Regions from separate parts of the Mus musculus genome. Here region 2 is linked to region 1. Evidence: chromatin contacts called from public HiChIP or PLAC-seq data. All regions are on one chromosome and are shown on one strand. The core of a region is the stretch at or near the end of the contact, and the rest is flanking DNA. Distances in the headings are between cores, read along the strand shown.

Evidence for each region. HiChIP or PLAC-seq counts read pairs in DNA pulled down with a chosen protein or histone mark.
Region 2: a contact with region 1 is called in a FOXA1 HiChIP or PLAC-seq map of pancreatic cancer cells. The contact joins two enhancer-like sites. A contact is called at or near these places in 2 of 39 promoter capture datasets (embryonic stem cells and stem cell-derived epiblast-like cells) and 2 of 115 datasets of contacts at active chromatin or transcription factors (extraembryonic endoderm stem cells and pancreatic cancer cells).

What each region holds. Positions count from the first base shown.
Region 1 is chr3:121,732,257-121,737,754 of GRCm38.p6, forward strand. It overlaps F3 (coagulation factor III), which reads left to right. Exons shown (of 6, transcript NM_010171.3): 5 at 125-284; 6 at 1,850-2,796. The coding sequence ends at 1,983. Among named protein-coding and RNA genes, the nearest start is that of F3, 11 kb to the left of the region's middle. Within about 2 kb of position 4,090, at least 126 of the 459 cell types and tissues checked have an H3K27ac peak or open chromatin away from gene starts, as enhancers often do. A contact at or near this core is called in pancreatic cancer cells, where this site is marked.
Region 2 is chr3:122,120,807-122,126,045 of GRCm38.p6, forward strand. Abca4 (ATP-binding cassette, sub-family A (ABC1), member 4) reads left to right here. Exons shown (of 50, transcript NM_007378.1): 19 at 825-999; 20 at 2,753-2,884. Gm40138 (a long non-coding RNA gene) reads right to left here. Exons shown (of 3, transcript XR_001783974.2): 2 at 4,815-4,921. Among named protein-coding and RNA genes, the nearest start is that of Gm40138, 3.0 kb to the right of the region's middle. Within about 2 kb of position 1,590, at least 175 of the 459 cell types and tissues checked have an H3K27ac peak or open chromatin away from gene starts, as enhancers often do. A contact at or near this core is called in pancreatic cancer cells, where this site is marked.

The DNA of each region.
Region 1 (5,498 bases), core at 2,840-5,339:
CAGTCATCAGGGGTTACCGATGTGCCAAGTGACTTCTAATCCCTCGTGCGTCAATGATGTCTGCATGGACTTAGAGCCCTGGTTTTGCTTTTCTCGGTGATTTGAGAACTCTATCTTTTCACAGAAAACAAACATTACAAACACCAATGAATTCTCGATTGATGTGGAAGAAGGAGTAAGCTACTGCTTTTTTGTACAAGCTATGATTTTCTCCAGGAAAACTAACCAAAATAGCCCAGGAAGCAGTACAGTGTGCACCGAGCAATGGAAGAGTTTCCTGGGAGGTGAGTGGCCATGGCTGTCAGTGCCCTGGGAGGCTCGGCTGCCCCCACATCAAAGCCAACATGTATCTCTTAGTTTCAAACATTCAGAAATGAGCTTAGGGTGTCTTAGAATGTCTTTTTGGATTCTTCATTCTCTTTGGGGGCATTTAGGAATGATTTCACATTGTTCCCTTGGTCACTTCCCTGGGCACTTGCAATGGGCCAGGTTCTATAGGGTACTGAGCATGCAGATTACAGACTTTAGAACTTAGGTACCAAGTCACAGCCTTCTCTGCCTGTTTTTCCTACTGACATGATCTGAGGGGCCTGGGCCCAGGGGAGGAGTAGTTTCTGGACCAGCTAGTTTCTGGAATGGCAGATATTTCAGTGCACCTATGATGGACTGTTGGTACAGGAGCTGTGTGTGTGTGTGTGTGTGTGTGTGTGTGTGTGTGTGTGTGTGCATGAATACACTCTCTGGGTATTCAGTGTTGTGACTAAAAGCTCTGGGCCCCACAGAGAAGGGGCTCTGCTGTCAGAGGAGACGACTAAGGGGGCAGTAGCTATGGCCTGGCTCTGTTAGAGCTTCAAGTCATTATGCCAACTAGGCCAGACTCGGGAAGACAAATGCCACATCTTCCTCTTATATGTGGAAAGCTAGATTAAATGTATGTACATGTATGTATTTATATATGTATGTAGTGGGGTCATGAAACTAGAAAGGAGACCATGGGAGAGAAGGAAGAAATGTAAAGGGGAAGGGTTAATAAAATAGAAGTACTGAAAAGAGGCGGGGGATGGAGGAACTATCTAGGGAAAGAAACCAGAAAGAGACCAAGGGGCATGGGGGCCAGGAATGAATGAGAACAAAGTCTAATTGCATGTTCTTCATAAAAAATACCATAATTAAACACATTACTTTGTATGCTGGCCTAAAAATAACTTTTTTAAATGCAATAATATGTTTAAGTATTCTGCCTTCTTGCCTCTGTTAACAGAAAGTTCTCTTTCCATTGGAGCCCATTCCCACTCTGGGCTAGCCAGCTCCTTAGCCACAAGCCTCACTATTCCCTTCCCTAAGCCCTACACTATCTAGTTCTGATGCCCCAGGCTCTGCCTGTTTCCCTGCTTCATCTCTTAACCCAATAGATCCTCTGGGGTACTGACTACCCCAGCCAACTACTGTCTCTTCGTCTCCACCATCAGCACTGTGCCCCCTCCTTCTCTGTCTTTCCCATTTATCTTCTGTTATAATCTCTGCCACCAAACTCAGGGTCGTTTTTTGGACTACATTTCCAACATGTGTTCTTCCATCCATCTCCCGTGGCTCCTTTCTAGTCCAGGAACCTTGGGTAGCTCATTTAATGCTGTAGCCACTGTCAGTTTCTCTCAAGCGTATGAGGTCAGATAAATTCTTAATCAAAGAATGAGAGAAAGAGTGGAAGAAATAAATGTCGGGTTTCAAAAAGGCGGGACGGTATGATTTGGGGTCACGCCCACCGGCAAGTGGCGTTCGAGCCTCCATGTTGACTTTACATCTTTGATTTATTTTTTTGTTTGTTTGTTTGTCTGTTTTTGCTTTTCAGAAACACTCATCATTGTGGGAGCAGTGGTGCTCCTGGCCACCATCTTTATCATCCTCCTGTCCATATCTCTGTGCAAGCGCAGAAAGAACCGAGCGGGACAGAAAGGGAAGAACACCCCGTCGCGCTTGGCATAGAGGAAAGGCTGAAGCCGCTAACGCTCACACTGCCTGCACGGCACTGTTGCGGAGAGCTCTGATGGGAACTGTGCAACATGGAGCGTGGAGCCTGCCGATCCTAGCTCAGAGAGGCTGCCTTCATGGCCTGTTACTCCAGCTAACGCTTTGATTCCAACACTAGCATTTGTCACGTTAGGACGAACTGAAACGGTACAAACTGGTTAACACTACAGCGCCTTTTGCACAAATGCTTTAGATTGTATGGTCTACACTCAGGAAGACACTAGGTCACCCAGGCAAAGCCAGTGGACAGATGCCTTTCATATAACCTGGGTGGGCTTTTGGAAAATCTTTGAGAAGTTGATTTCATAGGCTGTAGAACAGTAAAGTGGGAACTGGGCGGACTTTTCTAACAGTCGTACTTTTATAAAGCGGTATTTGGGTGTTTTTTCCCTCGAATAGGTACTTTTGGAAGTTCAAAGCAAGTGGCAAACTTTCATATAAACATGTTAAATGCAGGATATTTCTGCTTGGGGCATCTTTGTGATTTGTACTTTCCTACAATTTAGCACTTTAACTGACAATGATGGGGTTTAAACATTTGACAGCCAACTCTATTTTTATACGACTACTATACAAAGAAACTACATATAGTTTTATGATTTAAGGTACTTAGAAATGTTTATGGTTAACATTGTATATATTTACATAAAATTTAAAGGTTTTGTATATGGGATTTTCTATTTATATAGCTTCTATTTGTATATTTTGAGATAATTTATTTAATATACTTTTATATAAATAAAGGTGATTGGGAATTGAGACAATCGCATTTATATCTTCCACTTATTATTTACTTCTTGGTTTTCACATTAGGTGACTCCGTTGCTGTAACAATTGACCTTATCAGTCTTAGTGGCTTACAACAATATATACTTTTCGCTTAGACTACGTGTTTGTGAGTGTTGGTAGGTGGTAGCTCCTAATGGTGTCTTCTCATTACAAGGCCCGAAACAAAGCAGGGGTCTCTATTGGATCAGAGCAAAGGTGAACACACACACACACACATGCACGCGCGCACACACACACACACACACACACACACACACACACACATACATGCGTACACCCCCCCCCCCCCAAAGCACAACCATACCAAGGCAAACAAAACAAAACAGCAAAACAGGCTGCTACACCTTCCTTTTTTTTTAGTTTTTCGAGACAGGGTTTCTCTCTGTATAGCCCTGGCTGTCCTAGAACTCTCTCTGTAGACCAGGCTGGCCTCGAACTCAGAAGTCCGCCTGCCTCTGCCTCTCCAGTGCTGGGATTAAAGGCGTGTGCCACCACGCCCGGCTACACCTTCCATGTTTAAGCCACTTTTTAAAAATGACTTTTTGATTATAATTACATCACTTCCCCCCTTCCCTTTCCTCCCTGCAGTCCCTCCCTCGTAATCCCTGCCCTTTGACCCTTAGACTCATTCGAATTCATAGTCTTAACACTTCCACCGAATACTTTGGTTCACCAGTCAAGCAAGTCACGTGACTAAGCCTGATAAACCTAGCCTACTGAGAGAGACCATCTAGTACAGACTTAGGGTTCTCCCCAGTCACTCACTTGCATTTTGGAGGAGGCTCAAAGAAAAAGAGACCTGCCTTTGATTTTGTTGTTGTTGTTGATAAAAATTGGAAGGATCAAGTTAGACCTCATGTGAGGAAACTAAGCACAAGGACTCGGTCATGCTGAGTTGACTCAGTGACTTCTAAAACGGAGAAACGGAGCGAGTCCTTCAGAGGCAGCAAAAGTCTACACTGCGCAGAAAGAAGATCTGAACTGAATGATGGTGTTCTGAGCTGGCTGCCAGGCAAACCTGCTCTTGCTTCCCTCCCTCTGTGCAAGGCTGGGGAGTTGCCAGTGGCCCTCTTAACTGGTCGGTTTTGTTTACTCAATAACAAATGCGCTCCATCTGCCCCGCTGCGGGCACCAGTGCAGCTTTTGATACCACAGCGACCAGTGTGTGTGGTGGAGTCCCAAAGAGAAAGGACAAGCATGTGTCCTTGTCCTCAGAGAGGGGCCTTACGCCTTATCTTGAGTCCCTGCTCACATGACTTATCCAGGACAAAGAGCTCGGTGTAGCACACGAAGGGCAAAGTTGGCTACAGGAGCTCATGACTGACCTTGCCTTCCTCTGCCAGGAATAATTATAGCATTATGTAATCCCCTAGCTTCATAATCTAAGGAATTTGAATTATCTGCAGACTGAAAGCAGGTCTGGATGTAACAAGGTAGAGCAGGAGGAAGTCGTTATAGATGCGGTGTAGCGGTGCTGCGGGAATCAGAAGGTTCCACTCCCAGCGTTAACCATTGCACACAGGCCCCCTCTCTCCTTGTTGTGGACATGAGACAGCTGCTCCTAAATCAACACAACGGGTTCTGCAGCCGAACTGCTGCCCTCTAGTGGGCCGAACTGAACGTCTCCCTCCCTGTGCTGGAGCCTATCAAGCATACTATATTAATTACTAAACAGAACTCGAAAGCTCTCTACAGATACATTTTCCATCTTAAATTACTGTTTGGCATATATGTAAGAGACTCTTTTTGAACTCTGAGTCAGAGCAACTCTCTCTTAAACAATCATCTTGCTCCCTTAGGGAAAACTCATTTCTGAATGCCCTTCCTATGAGCTCCTGGATTTAACACGTACTCTTTAACACATTCTCTTCCCCCAACTGTTGCCTCGCTGTTTCTTTTTTTCTTTATTATAATCTTGGCTTTAATAGAGTGGGATCAATCCTATTTAAGGAGAGGCTCCCGCAAATGACCAGTATGCACATTTGTTTAACATAGCAGGAGCCCTCACTTAATCACACACAAAAGGATGCTCTGACTGGGTGCTGCACACAGATGATCTGTAGAGCAAAATGAGAAGACAAGTTGGGGACGTGACAGACTCCTGGAATACACTTCACCCAAAGCCCCCACCACTGGAAACCCAACTAATTATTTTAGCAAGCTGGAGCTGGGTTTTCTGTTCCCTGTGATCAAGCCTTCTGTCCTTTGTAGTTAAAAAGAAATACCCAAACTAACATTGTATTATGAAAGTCAAGCATAAAGAAAGAAGCCAGCTATGGTGGTTTGAATGAGAACGGCCCCCATAGGCTCATATGTTCAAGTGCATGGTTCCCAGCTGGTGGCATTATTTGGGAAAGATTGGCCATGGTGGGTGTGGCCTTGTTGGAGTTTGTTGCTGCTGGTGGACTTTGAGGCTGAAAAGTCCATTCCATTCCTCTCTCTCTCTCTCTCTCTCTCTCTCTCTCTCTCTCTCTCTCTCTCTCTCTCCCTCCCTCCCCCTCCCCCTCCCCCTCCCCCCTCCATAACAGTTACTCTGGCATTAGGTCCAAGCCCATGGCCAAGCGCCACCTAGTGTACATGCTTTAAGCCTGCAACATCTAACAAATTATGATGCCTTCCAAATATGCACTGTAGCCCCAACTTCTTTAAAAGTTCACAGCTGTCCTGCAGATCCAACTACT
Region 2 (5,239 bases), core at 340-2,839, 390 kb after region 1:
AAAGCTGATGTTGGAGACCTGAATCCTCACAGAGCTGGTTTGCAGGCTAAAGTAACTCTAGAAGATCCTCCTCCCAGAGTGGTATGATAAGGTTCCATTTCAGCTTTAGTTGTGGCCAGGAGACACAGGCAGACAATGCAACGGGAGTTGGGGACAGAGCAAGGGACCATTAGTTAATTAGACTTAATACTCTGACAGTAATCTTGACTCTATAAGTGAACTTCGGAAAAGATGCTGTGGTGGGGGGTGGGGGGTCACGGGGAGGGGGAGAGTAGGTTGGTTGATACTGGAAAGGGCACGGAGCATGGGGAGGAAGGAGTTACGATGAGGAAGAGTAGGTTGTCCTGGCTTGAGGAGTCAGGGCTGGTGCCAGAAACCTATGAAGATCCGATAGACTGAGCCTTGAAGCAAAGACGGAACTCGGGGTTAACTCAATAATAGACAGGAGCTATTTCAGATGGGTATGGACCCTGGGCCCATACTTGCCACTTGTACACCATGTAGCCTTGATAGAACACTTGATGTCTCTCAGTCTTGGGCTTTCTAACCTATTGAAAAGAGCCTAGTTATATCTACCTATAGGACTATATGTGTGAAGTGAGGGATTTGTTGGGAAACATTGGAAACAGTGCCTAACTCACAGTAAGTGTGAAATCTATGGCCAGTGCAACTATGACTACTCCTGTTTTGATCTTCTTCACAAAGCTGCAGCCACATGGGCAGGTGAAGTTACAGCCAGAGCACAGGTCTGAAGGAAGCAGTGTGTTCATGAAGCACGGCGTCATTAACATGTGGTGTTTCTACAATGTGTTTTTCCCTCCAAGACTCCTTTTTTGAACGCGAGCTTCCAGGGCTGGTGCCTGGTGTGTGTGTGAAGAACCTGGTGAAGGTTTTTGAGCCCAGTGGCCGGCCAGCTGTGGACCGTCTGAACATCACTTTCTATGAGAACCAAATCACGGCGTTCCTGGGTCACAACGGAGCGGGAAAGACCACCACCTTGTGAGTTCTCTGCCAGAGAGGCTGTCTCCCATCCTATCATTCCCCGGCTTCATTCTCTCTCCCCAATAACTCCACTCTGTTCTTCCTTACTGAATTTCGGTGGAAACATATACACTCACACACACCTCCCACGGTGAGGATAAAAAGCCGTGGCTGCCCATGTCCCCGGGCTATTTTTATGTAGCACTCCGTTTCCTACCAATTAATAATTAGGATGCTTTAGTGCTGGTGTGGGACCTCTGATGGGATGGCTACCTTTCTGAGAAAGTGTAGGGAGAACAGTGAAGTAGACTCGCTGCCTGGCAGAAGGCCAAGGGCAGGAAGCTTTGAGGCTCTGGGTGGACTCCTCCATCCATCCTTTAGTTCTGGAAGGGGTGCGAGCGCCACCTGCTGAGAACAGGCAGTCAGGGCTCCGGTGCAGACCTCCGATGGGCCGATGGGCCGGTGGAGGAGGGGTAGGGGTCAACAAGCCATGTGACAGCAGCCATCAAATCCTTGGCTTGCAGAGCCCCGGGAAGGAACAGCAGTGTACACCCTGCTCCGGAATGTGCTCCCGGGCCTTTCAATGGGAATGGAATGCGGGGCTGGTGCCATTGGGCTTGGTACTGTTTCCCTCTAGTGGTTGATCAACATTTCAGCTTCGAAGTACAGGTTCAGATAGCATGCGATTTTATCAGAACTTGGGACAGAACTGGGCGTGGCATCCTAAGGCTATCTCCTTGCTAACTCACGTGGTGGGAGGACAGGAAACTCCATTCGAGACCCCAGGACCTCTAGAAGACAAACACATTACTTCACTCAGTGCAGAAACTAAACTTCCACTGGGGTCGGAACACAAGCGCTGTCCTAATGCTGGGAATAGCATAACATTTTAAGTTTCACTTTGTGCTGGGGCCTGTTTTTGTTTTGTTTTGTTTTTCAAGCATGTTCGATTCACTTAACTTAGACAACTACCCAAGCAGGTGGGAGACATGTTTTGTATAATTGAAGAAAGAAAAGAGAAATCACAACATTGTTCACATTTTTACATTTGGAATTCCCAAACGAATTTGTTTGTGTTAGCCAGTCAGCAGACAGGCTGCCCAGCTTCTCACTGGCATCAACTGAGCTTTGGAGAGTCACCAACCCTGCTTCTCCACTGTCAAGGGCTGCACGCCCAGGCAAAGCAGTGGGGCTGGGTCCTAAATCCCTTTAACTGACCACAACTGTGACTACGACAGTGGCCACAATGGCTGGCCACATCAATAGCCACGGAGCAACCACTATGACAGACCTTCACGGTGGACACTACCGCTGACCACAGAGTAAAACAACAGTGAACACTGTAGCTGACCACATCCGTGAATATCACTCTGACAGACAGTCATAATGGGCACCACAACTGACCACCACAGTGGCCATCCAGTGGGCACTACAACTGACCGCTGCAATGATGGCTGGGTGATGATGGGGTGGGGTGTCTGAGTCTGGGAATCCCCGAGGCTCTTGATACTGGCCCAGGAACACTTGGAAATAAAAAGTAGAGAAAGAAGGCCCTTGTGGTCTAGGCACTAGGACTTGAAGCAAGGCACTGGTGCTAAGTAAACCCTGTGTGGAAATGTTCTGGGCCCCTCAGCTACATCAGGTTTGAGTTTGATAGAGAGATAGGGCAGGTGTCACTACAAGCATCCTTCTGACCCTGTATGGGGTTACCCTCATCCCCTGGTGAGTTCTAACAACCATCTCTTCTGCCACTTAACCCTGTGTTCGGCAGGTCCATCCTGACAGGACTGTTGCCACCGACGTCAGGAACTGTGCTCATTGGGGGAAAAGACATTGAAACCAACCTGGATGTAGTACGGCAGAGCCTGGGCATGTGTCCACAACACAACATCCTGTTTCATCAGTAAGTGAGCTGGAGTTGAGATACTCCTGGGCAGGGGTGGGGCTCATTGGAAGAGCACTTGCCTGGCCCATCCATCACCCTGGGTTCTGCCCCCAGCACCACAGGAAAACAAAATATCTGTCAGAAACCCCTGTTGTATACTGGCTGGTTTCATGTCAACTTGACACAAGCTAGAGCCACTGGAGAAGAGGGAGCCTCACCTGAGAAAATGCCTCCGTAAGATCAGGCTACAGGCAAGCCTGTGGGGCATTTTATTCATTAGTGATCGATGGGAGAGGGAACAGCCCATTGTGGGTGGTGCCATCCCTGGGCTGGTGGTCCTGAGTTCTATAAGAAAGCAAGCTGAGCATGTGTCCTTCTTACCGGTTGGGACATCTTCTGGATATATGCCCAGGAGAGGTATTTCGGGATCTTCCGGTAGTACTATGTCCAATTTTCTGAGGAACCCCCAGACTGATTTCCAGAGTGGTTGTACAAGCTTGCAATCCCACCAACAATGGAAACAATCACCCATGGAAGGAGTTACAGAGACAAAGTTTGGAGCTGAGACAAAAGGATGGACCATCAAGAGACTGCCATATCCAGGGATCCATCCCATAATTAGCCTCCAAACGATGACATCATTGCATACACTAGCAAGCATTTGGTGCAAGGACCGTGATATAGCCGTCTCTTGTGAGACTAGGCCGGGGCCTAACAAACACAGAAGTGGATGCTCACAGTCAACTATTGGATGGATCACAGGGCCCCCAATGGAGGAGCTAGAGAAAGTATCCAAGGAGCTAAAGAGATCTGCAACCCTGTAGGTGTAACAACATTATGAACTAACCAGTACCCCGGAGCTCTTGACTCTAGCTGCATATGTATCAAAATATGGCCTAGTCGGCCATCACTGGAAAGAGAGGCACACTGGACAGGCAAACTTTATATGCCCCAGTACAGGGGAACGCCAGGGCCAAAAAATGGGAATGGGTGGGTAAGGGAGTGGTGGGGAGGGTGTGGGAGGCTTTTGGGATAGCATTGGAAATGTAATTGAGGAAAATACGTAATTAAAAAAAAATAAGAGGAGAAAAAAAAAAAGCAAGCTGAGCAAGCCAGTAAGCAGCTCCCTCCATGGCCTCATGGCCTCTGCATCAGCTCCTGCCTCCAGGTTCCTGCCCTGCTTGAGTTCCTGTCCTGATTTTCTTTGATGATGAAGTGTAAGCCAAATAAACCCTTTCCTCCCCAAATAGCTTTGGTCATGGTGTTTCATCCGAGCAATAGTAGCACTAAGACACCTGTATCCTGTTCTCCAATGCCCCCCCCCCAACACACACACACACACACACACACACACTTCTTTCCTGCCCAACTTAGCAATGCGTTTGTCTGGTCTTCTCAGTCAAAAGCCCTTGTCCTTCCAAATGTGAGGCTGTGCTCCTGGTGATCAGAGTTGAGATGTCCCCAGCCAGAGGAGGGACGGTAACTTCTTTATGACACTTTCCCTTACTTGCCCCCAAATACTTGCTGACAGAAAGAGGAGATATGTTATCCCCTTTACATGTGGACCACCGGTGCTATAGACTGTCCTGGGAGGGGAGGGGGGCTTTCATGCCGGCTTGCTTGGGTTTTCTATCTTTTCTCCCATTCTTCTTCTATCACTTTCTTTCTTTTCCCTCCCTTTTCCCTCCCTCTTTTCTCTCTTCCCCTACTCTTTCCTTCTAATTAAAACATATTTTACATTCTGACTCTAGTCCTGGCAGAGGGAGGAGGGCGGTGAAGGGGAGAAGACAGATAAATACAAAAGAAAAAAAACTGTCACCAGTCCTTTCAGCGCCCAGAGGCAATCTCACTGTTAACACCTCCAGATATGACTCTTCGGACATTTCTCTGCGTGTGTAGACATGCGCAAAGATTTAAAAATTATACGGGAAAGTAAAATCATACGTACCATTTTGTGACCCCACTTTTTGAAAGTGTGGGTGTTTTGCCTGAGTGTGTATCTGTGCACGACGTGTGTTCTCAGTGCCCGAGAAGAGGATCTCAGATACGCTGGACCTGGAATTACAGACAGCTGTGAGCCACTATGTGTGTGCTGGGGCTCAATTCCAGGTCCTCTGTAAAAGCAACCAGTGCTCTTAACCACTGAGCCATCTCTCCAACTCCATAACTGTTTCTTAATCCTAAGGTGCTATGAATATTTTTCCATGCGACTACATATTCCTTTAAGAAGTAATGTTTACATATGGTTCTGTTGTTCAAATGACTAAGTAATTTTCTCATTAGCTCTTTGGGCAAGACTGGTTGGTCATTTCACTTTCACATCACGAATAATACCACGATGACATTTCTGACTGCTAACTCTTCATAGTCATC